2 separate regions of the Ovis aries genome follow, and region 1 is linked to region 2. The links are chromatin contacts, called in public Hi-C maps. All regions are on one chromosome and are shown on one strand. The core of a region is the stretch at or near the end of the contact, and the rest is flanking DNA. Distances in the headings are between cores, read along the strand shown.

What was found. Hi-C and Micro-C count contacts between places; a contact is called where the count stands out from the background.
Region 1: a contact with region 2 is called in a Hi-C map of omental adipose tissue, with 4 times the contacts expected there. The contact joins two enhancer-like sites. A contact is called at or near these places in 13 of 16 Hi-C or Micro-C datasets (blood, hypothalamus, liver and 6 more).

What each region holds. Positions count from the first base shown.
Region 1 is chr6:30,860,439-30,865,124 of ARS-UI_Ramb_v3.0, reverse strand. No RefSeq gene overlaps it. Among named protein-coding and RNA genes, the nearest start is that of PDLIM5, 45 kb to the right of the region's middle. Within about 2 kb of position 2,059, at least 5 of the 54 cell types and tissues checked have an H3K27ac peak or open chromatin away from gene starts, as enhancers often do.
Region 2 is chr6:30,657,854-30,662,545 of ARS-UI_Ramb_v3.0, reverse strand. The region is part of intron 9 of PDLIM5 (PDZ and LIM domain 5); the gene reads left to right. Among named protein-coding and RNA genes, the nearest start is that of PDLIM5, 160 kb to the left of the region's middle. Within about 2 kb of position 3,430, at least 7 of the 54 cell types and tissues checked have an H3K27ac peak or open chromatin away from gene starts, as enhancers often do.

The DNA.
Region 1 (4,686 bases), core at 810-3,309, 200 kb before region 2:
AAGAAGATTCCGATGGTAATTCAGAGATCTGTATTTTCAAGCAAATCTACCAGCCAAGTGCCAAGAGCACTACTATAGTTTATATCTGGAAACTCAGAAGGGTGCTCAGGAAACTTATAAATAGAATGGTTACAAATGGTTTGATGTCGGCCTTAAGACATAAATAATATTTAGCAGGTGTCAAACCAAAGCCTTGTTCCATTTGATATTTTCATCAGTGACCTAGATAAGACATTGGCAATCCAGACAGCCAAAATCTCTCAAAAGAATTTTACATGTTAGGAAACCTTCTAGTGTCTCCTGCCCACAAATTGTTACTTCTCTTCTCCCATAATCAATTCCCATTTCACTCCCATGGCTCAATTGATCTCACCTAGGGGTTAGATTATTTAATTAATTACTACCAAACTGTGAACAACTACTATAACAGCTCTTCTAAATGTCTTGCTGCTGCTGCTAAGTCGCTTCAGTCGTGTCCAACTCTGTGAGACTCCATAGACGGCAGCCCAACAGGCTCCCCTGTCCCTGGGATTCTCCAGGCAAGAACACTGGAGTGGGCTGCCATTTCCAGTATTCTAATAGTAGTAGTGGGTAGAGATAAACACCTCTGTGCTGTGTACTGGCTAGAACATTTCTTCTTGCCAAATATAACCATAATTCCTCTAAACTTAACATTTTTGAGAAAATTCTTGAAAAATTCCAAATCAGAACACTTTCTCTTGTTGAGCCTGAACTAGACCTCTAAACCCTTCTTAATGTGATTCTCCATAGCAAGTGATCAATGGCCATGATAAACACAGGCAAGGAAACTTAGTTGCCATTTCTGAGCTATATAATGTGAGTATATTCCTGGTAGAGAATGGTATTTTATACTTGTCTAAAACCCCCACCCCTATAGCTCATTGTATTTTTTATTTTATTTTACTTTACAATACTGTATTGGTTTTGCCATACATTGACATGAATCTGCCATGGGTATACATGAGTTCCCAATCCTGAACCCCCCTCCCCTTATAGTTCATTTTAAAAATAAATTCTTTTGTTTGTTTGTTTGTTTTGTTTATGCTCTCCAGTTCTTGTTACTTACAGTGCTGAAGATTAAAGAAAAATAACATGGCAGCAGCTTTGATTTATATTAAAGAGAAAGCAGATCCTTCTTCAGGGCCACTGAGATCTAAAAATTATTCCTGGAAGTAACCAAAATGCTTGCAATGGTGTGAAATCATGTAAAGTGAAGTTTTAGCCATATATAGTGCATTCCTAATGAATACGCTATTACTACTATTTTTTTAGATGACACCAATTTGAGGGGAAATAATCCACAAACAAGTGTTTACAAATGAGGCTACTTAGGAGCAACCACAAGTATCTGACAGGTCATGAAAGTAAACTATCTCATACAGAGTTTGCTGTTAAAAATATTTCAGTGATGTATTTTTATAGGCAGGCGAGGGAAAATGTCCATAAATAGCACTAGGAAGTTCAGCCAAGAACTTAAGTTGCCAACGAAAGTATTAAATTGACCATCATTAGAAATATTTCAAATTTGGTTAATACTTAAAAGGCAAACGTAGTAAGAAACTGAATTATTGTAGTTTTTAAGTTTGCGGCATGACCTGGTCTGTTATGTTGTATTTTTCTAATTTTTCCATTTTCCCCCCATTTTCACATCGTATGATTTTCTTCATCCCAAATTCTATTTTCATTCAGTTCTGAATTAGTTGCTTTATTTCTTTTCTATTCCAAAGTATAGATTTTTTTTAAACCTTATGCCACCAACTTTCCCTTCTGCATTTCAAATCTTCACTGGCAGTCAATTTCTTTTTAAGGAAAAACTTTTAAAGGGGTGTGGTGGTTTAGGAGGCAGAACTTCACCTTTCTGACACTGGAAATCCATATCAATAAGATGCCCTTCATCCTGACTCCCCTGAGTGTCAAAACTGTTGGCATTTGACCATGAACTATGACTTGGCTGCTATGATCTCTAATTCTAACTCAGGTTTGTGAAGTTTCACAATTTTTTCCCTTGAGAACAGCCAATGCTGAGCTGGCACAATACAAGCAAGCACAGATCTTTGACGAGCACGCTACTTAAGTCCATATAAGGAATACGGTCCTTGGTTACGGGGAGCTCCTCCTAATTCAGTAGCAACCATGGGAGCGAGGGAGAGGCTTTGGAACCTCTCTCTGAGAGCCTTCTCTCACGTCAGTTTGAGAAAAAGCTAGAAGGAAACATCTCAGACATTTCTGACAACATTTCTGAAAGATAGTCTGATTCATGGTGACTTCTAAACTTACTAAAAATGGGAAACATTTATATACAGAAAAGAACCATTTAATTGAAGTTACCTGCCTGGCTATAAATTTACAAATTAGAAAGTTTCTTCAATCAAAATCATAGGTGTTTCAGCTCCCTCCTGTGATGAATTTAGAAGAATCACTTTTTTAACCCTTCATTAATTCCTGGGCTTGCGAATGAAACAACAGACAAAAGAACGGAGTGGAAGCTCAGAATCAGGATCAGGGCTTCACCTGAACCAGCTTCCTAGGCTTTTTGATTTTTAAAAGCCACTTCATATGGATTTTCTTTAGACACAGACAGTATTTCCCCATGTCTAAAACTGTACATTCTTGTCCTCACTAACGTAATCTTTAACATATTAAACTTGCAGCTTCTCGCTTACATTTCTCCGGGAGGAGGTGTGCCTCCACCCTCACATTTCTTTCCTAGTTACTTAGCTAACAATTTTAGGGAATACGTTAAATTTTAATGTAAAAACACCCTTCTCCAAATTCTTCCTACAAATAACTGGTGTCGTCTCTTCTGATGCTCTACCACTGAAAGCTACAATAGAGGTTAAGTGTTGACCAAAGGCCCCTTTTCCTGTTTTCCTCACAGTTATCGATGTTTCTAATTCTTCCTGGGAATTTCAGTGTAAACAACAAAGAGTTTGCAGGGATTTTCATAACATGTTCCTTGAAACCTTGGAGTCGCATAAACATCTCTAGGCTTATGTAGAGGGATGCAGAATGATCACAGCTGGATTTAATTTATTTTCCTTTTTTTTTTTTTCCTGTAGCCTAACTTAACAGGATTGAGGTTTAGGGACATGGAAAATGAGCCTTATGATTTGGCAACACTGCTCAAATGACTGAAACTCGGTTGAAGAAGACCATTTCACGACTCACTGCCAGTTGTTTTGGGACACAGTTGCTATCTTAGAGTGAGTTATGTGAATCTTTAAAACACAGTAAGGACAAGTAACTGGTTTGCTTTTGGCAAAGCTTAATCATTTATTACAGATGACAGAAGTGAAACTAGTGAGGCTCCTCAGTGTTGCTTCTGTTCTTTATGTTTGCCTTTGGCAAGTATATCAAAGGTTAATTTTAACTAATCCTTTGGAATTTTAATTGCCCTTAAAGGTACTACCAGTTGATTAGAAAATGGTACTGTCGGTTGTGAATGCAGCTTGTTTCACACACAAAACATGCCTGGCAAACAATACTGGGAACTGAGCCAAGAAATGTCACTTCTCTCACTTTATGCTTCCATAATAAGTCTCCATCCCCAAATGCTTTCCCTGGTTCCATCCTCTGACTAATCCACCCACTCCAAATCTTTCCTGTTTACACTGTGGAAGAATGGTATTTTTAAAAAACACGCCTTAGCAAAACAACCCAATAGAGCTTTGCACATAGGGACACATAATAAATGTCATTTTGAAAATCTTTTGGAATGGATATTCTTTTATGAATGTCATAGATCATGGAAAGAAATAACTCAAAGCTAAACCCAGCAACTGACTCTCCATGATGAAATTGCTACTCTCAGAGATCTGGAACTCGAGTGTAAGATTTAAACTCTTGAAGATTTTACCTTAACTAACACACAGGTTACTGAATCCTAGGTTACACTGAAGCACTACCAGCACTTCAGAAAAGTTGGTCCTGATTCATCAGAACCTTTGACTTAGTTTGTGGAATTGATCCTCCCCCAATCTGGATTACTGAACTCCCTAGGAGACATTATTAGGCATGAGCAGGAGTTTATAAAAAGTAACTATTCACTCACAGAGTAGTTGCCAATCATTTCCTTTATTAAAAAAAAAAGAACTGCCTTCAACTAAGAAGTCCAGAAATATCTTTATGTGATAGTACCTGAAAAAGAGTCAATTTAGAGTTAATTTTACTTTCTTCCCTTTGTGGAAATTTGAGAAACCATTATACCTTTTAAAACCATCATGTAGGTCTTCATAAATCAGGACTGGTTTGGATGTTTCTTTAGAGGCATTGATATGATTGTTTTCATTTTCTCCCTACGGAGGAAGCAGTCTTCATCCTGTGGTTTCAGCAAACATTTAGAGAGACTCAAATAACTTGTCTTGTTCTCCATATCCAGCTTAACTCCAGTACAGCAAGATATTACCATCTCTGAAGCAAGCTGACCTTGGCAAACACATACTTGGTTATATTAGTGTCAGTACCCACCCAATCGAATACTCCATCATCATATTTGATAGTTCCATGACTGTCCTGATGTTATTCCATAACAAGACCTCAAAGTAACTGTCCCAGTTGGATTTTGCCTCTCTTACCTTTGTGGTTGCCACAGTCTGTTGGTTCTCTTTATAGGCATCTCTTTGACTGGGAGCAGTTACTTTTACAAGCCTTTGTAATTCACCACTT
Region 2 (4,692 bases), core at 2,181-4,680:
TTGCATTGCAGGCAGATTCTTTACCAGCTGAGCTACCAGGGATTTTATAAAAGGAAATTGAAATAATTTATTGCATAGTATAGCATAAAACATTTGATAGGTATGGACATTCGGATGTCTTAATTTTCTTCTTCCTAGTCAAATTAAAGAACTCTGTTTTCAAGTTACATTATTCTTATGAGAAGTCTTAATCGTCTATATTTTCTCTGTTGTGTTTCTCTATTTTTATATCTATTAACAGGTATGTATTGAGTGCTGCTTCTTTGTCCAATTTTGATATGTGTTCATCTCCCAAATACATCTAATCAAATACTTCTGAAGAGTCTGTAATCATTTCTTTAAAGTTATGTTCAAGCTAGGATAACACCTCATCAATTTTTGAGTTAGCATTACATATGTATTTTATCTTTTCACATAATTTATTACCCTAATATCCTAATAATTCTAGGATAGGAATAAACGTTTGAGGATAAATTTCTGAAAGATTTTAATGGCTTCAGGTAGTTGTATATCACTGTTCAGATAATGGGTAAACTGGAAGTTTTGATACAAAGAAGCAAGACTTTTAAGTGGTACTCAAACTTATCCTTTGCTTACAACAATAGAGTCAAATATCTCTTGTTAATATCATCAGATCTCTTGGCAGTGATACAAGTAGGGATATTGAAGCAGTACCACATGCATGTTAAGAAAATGTACATACACATAATAGTCATTTAAATGTGAAAGATAAAACAACCAGACAGTGTTAATTTAAGGGATTTTTAAAAGTTAAAAATATATATATATATAGAAAACAAGATGTTGTCAAGGATTATTATTAAAATAATAAATGCTGGTTGTTGAAAGATATTAACAGGCAAACAAAAATCACTCGAACTCAGAAATAAATACTGGAGAAGTTTATGTTTATTTACCTTCTGGAGAAGATTGAAGCCCAGGTAGAAAGTTTTTCTTAATGTACTCCCTGAAATGGGCTTAAAACTCAGCATTCAAAAAACTAAGGACATGGCACCATCACTTCATGGCATATAGATGGGGCGACAGTGGAAACAGGGACAGACTTCCTTTTCTTGGGCTCCAGTATCACTGCAGATAGTGAATGCAATCACGAAGGGTAAAAGTCACTTGCTCCTTGGAAGAAAAGCTATGACAAACCGAGACAGCATATCAAAAAGCAGAGACATTACTTTACTGACAAAGGTCTGTCCAGTCAAAGCTATGGTTTTTCCAGTAGTCATGTATGCATGTGAGAGTTGGACCATAAGAAAGGCTGAGTGCCAAAGAATTGATGCTTTTGAACTGTGGTGTGGTGTTGGAGAAGACTCTTGAGAGTCCCTTGGACTGCAAGGAGATCCAACCAGTCCATCCTAAAGGAAATCAGCCCTGAATATTCATTGGAAGGACTGATGCTGAAGCTAAAGCTCCAATACTTCTGCAACCTGATGAGAAGAACTGATTGACTAGAAAAGACCCTGATGCTGGGAAAGATTGAAGGCAGGAGGAGAAAGGGACGACAGGATGAGATGGTTGGATGGTATCACTGATTCAATGGACATGAGTTTGAGCAAGCTCCGGGAGATGGTGAAGGACAGGGAAGCCTGGCATGCTGCAGTCCTTGGGGTCACAAAGAGTTGGACACAACTGAGTGACTGAACAGCAAATAGGCTATAAATCACTGAGAGAAAAAGACTAAGTATTTAGAGAACTTATAGATGAGATTTGCTAAGTAATATAATTTTTTTTTTTAAGTCTGGAGAACGGAGAAGAAAGAAGACCGGGAACAGAAAATACGGTGCTAGGTTTTAAAAACGAAAAAAGTCAGCTTCTAAGCTATAAATTAGTTTGAACTCGAGGTCACCTGAAAAAAAAGGCCTGGAAAGCATTCTTAAAAACCATCTAGTGAGCACTGAGACGAGGAGGGCAGGATTGCTGTGACCCAGAATTAAGTTCTAAAGAAACACATCACACCCTACTAACCCATTTTGGATAGATTGGGGGAGATCTTAATTTTAATAGTTATCAAAAGCTTTTATGATCCTCTTGAATTTAATGGTAAAATGAGGCTAATGATTATCAAGTAGATTCATAACAGGTTGAAGGAGTTTAATGAAAGGACATTGTTTGGAGATGAGTCAGTGGCTTGGATGAAGACCCCTTCTACAGCTGACTGCCTTAATTTGTAGCTAATATGAAGCAGGAAGGTATAGCAAGTATGTTTCATAACCAGATCTTCCTCAATAATATATTGGCCATGTAGGAAAATGGACCAAATCTAGATTTTTTTTTAAAGGAAGGAAAGAAATTTGATATGGTTATGTGCAGTATAGATCAAATTATTTGCTCTTCTTGAACATATTGGGAGGAGTGGGATAAAGTTATCAAAAAACAAATATCTGAAGAACTAGGGATTTTGGAGGAAAATGAACCCAAGATGACTTTGCCACTTCACATGGCCTCTAAAATTATAAGCAAATAATAGTTCTGTTCTGTGCTAGTAAACTCTCATGTGCATATTATGTTTAATGTTTATTATGTTTGCTCTTTGACGGTTATATAGCCAACCCCAACAAAATCAACTGAAAAATCATGGGACATTTAAGCGGTCTTAGGGTCAGAGGCAATGATATAAGTGCTTGTTTTTAGCTGATAATATGAGCTAGTTCCTTGACTAAAGTCCATAGCCCCATCTTCTTCCACAAACACTCTCCCTTAGACTGAGGCCTCATAGATGGCTGTGGAGATTGATAAGCAACTGAGTAAATAAATGCCAGGCCATTTATTGCCTTGTGTATAACATTAAGGGGTTTAGATTCTTGTCACAAATAAGAAACCAAATATAAGATTTTAATCATGGGAGTAACATCTGATGTCAGTTTTTAAAAGATCATTCTGAATACTATGGAAACTTAATTATAAAGGAGAAACAATGAAAACAGAAGGCTAGTTCTGTGTGTTTTCTTAATTCAGGCAAGAGGTGATAGTCACTCAGGCCGTGAAAGTTCTAATAGAGCTGTAGAGACTTGAACTGGTTTATATTTTAGAGGAAGAACTGGCAGGGGTTTAGAAATAAGGGGGTTGTTGATGGTGGATAATGGAAAATTGCCGAGTCAGTGAATTTGGTAAGCATTAATTCAGTTGGTAAAAGTCAGTGAAATTGCCGAATCAACTCAGTACAGTAAAAAGGCTAAGGGAGTCAAAATGTAGAGGAGTGAGTTGCGGAAAAGGGTGTTTAAAACAGAGATTTTAGACATGTTAGACTTGCTGATGGAAAGTAAAGGTTATGAATTCTGGAGTGCGTGGTTGTGGCATTCCAGGCCAGTGACCTAACTGTAGAGGGATTATCACTGAACTGAAGAAGTTAGAGAATGCAGCAGTCTGATTATTTAGTGACTCAGCATGATAACATTGAGGTCATCAGGAAGATTGTTGGAATGGGGTAAAGAGAAAGACAGTGAGCCCGGGGCTAAAGCCGACAGTGGGCAGGGTTAAGGCCAGACAGTGAATAGGTGCGGAGTCAGCGGTGTAGTCTAATGACCCAGGCCCCGAAGCACTCAGCATATTGCAGGATCAAAGATGATTGATGGTGTAAAAAGGAAGCAGAAGGACACTTGCTCCATCTCTAGGTTTATAAACTTATGCAGTATGAGAAAAAAGGGACTTCTGGGGGACAGCAGGCACATCTAGAATGGCAGAGGGTTTGTGAGGTCTGAGAGGTATGGGAAATGGATCAGATCAGGAGACATAGAACAGTAAAGAAATGAGAGTTCAGAAGATGATGGATGGATGACTCAATAGGTAGTATTTGTGGCAGGTAAACAGAGATGGGAAGTATGGTGGACTTGCTCCTTGGGGTCTGTTACGGAAAAGTGGACATTAGACCATAAATACCATGAGAACAGGAAATTACAGTGGGCAGCATACATGGTGTGAAATGGGACTTCGAATAAGATTTTGTGGCTGAATGAACGAATGGATGCAATGAATGATTGAATGGGAGAGCTCAGGATGTGTGATCCAGAATATTTAGCCAGAGAGCATGTGGCCAGTGGCTTCTGTTCTCTAATGCTGGAAGAACATTCTCGCTAGACATGGGGCGGTATAGTGACTTTCCCAGGATACCTGGTTTCTCCAAGGACTCATACTGGGTGGCTGTTGAACATGGCATTCAGAAAGATTTATTTATATTTTCAAATAGATAACAGATTGACTCAACACTATTGAATCATACATTATTTTAATCTGGATTTGGAAAAATACTTTCATCGTAAATTCTTTTTATAATATTAGGATTATATTACGACTACAAAATGGCATATTTTTGCCCCATACAAGAAATTGTTCCTAACTATATAGTAGAAATCATTGAAATCACTAATAGGGATGATTCAGTGATGAAACTGATGATGTGCAGTGAGAGGAGCTAAGGTTAGTGCAAAGTACCTTGCTGTTAGTGAGGGAGATGGACTTTTATCAGGAATAGTTACAAGTGATTTCTAAGTTGGTATTATACCTTAAAATCTTTATATTATATTGGTATTTTTATAGACATTGTGCAAATATATACTCATTCTTTATCTATGTTATCTTTAGACCCCATGCTATATTTTCTCTAAAGAGATCAAGAAATATAGATAACTAAAGACTTCAAAATCCTAAAGGATAGTGCCGTCAACGTGTTGCGTTCAATAT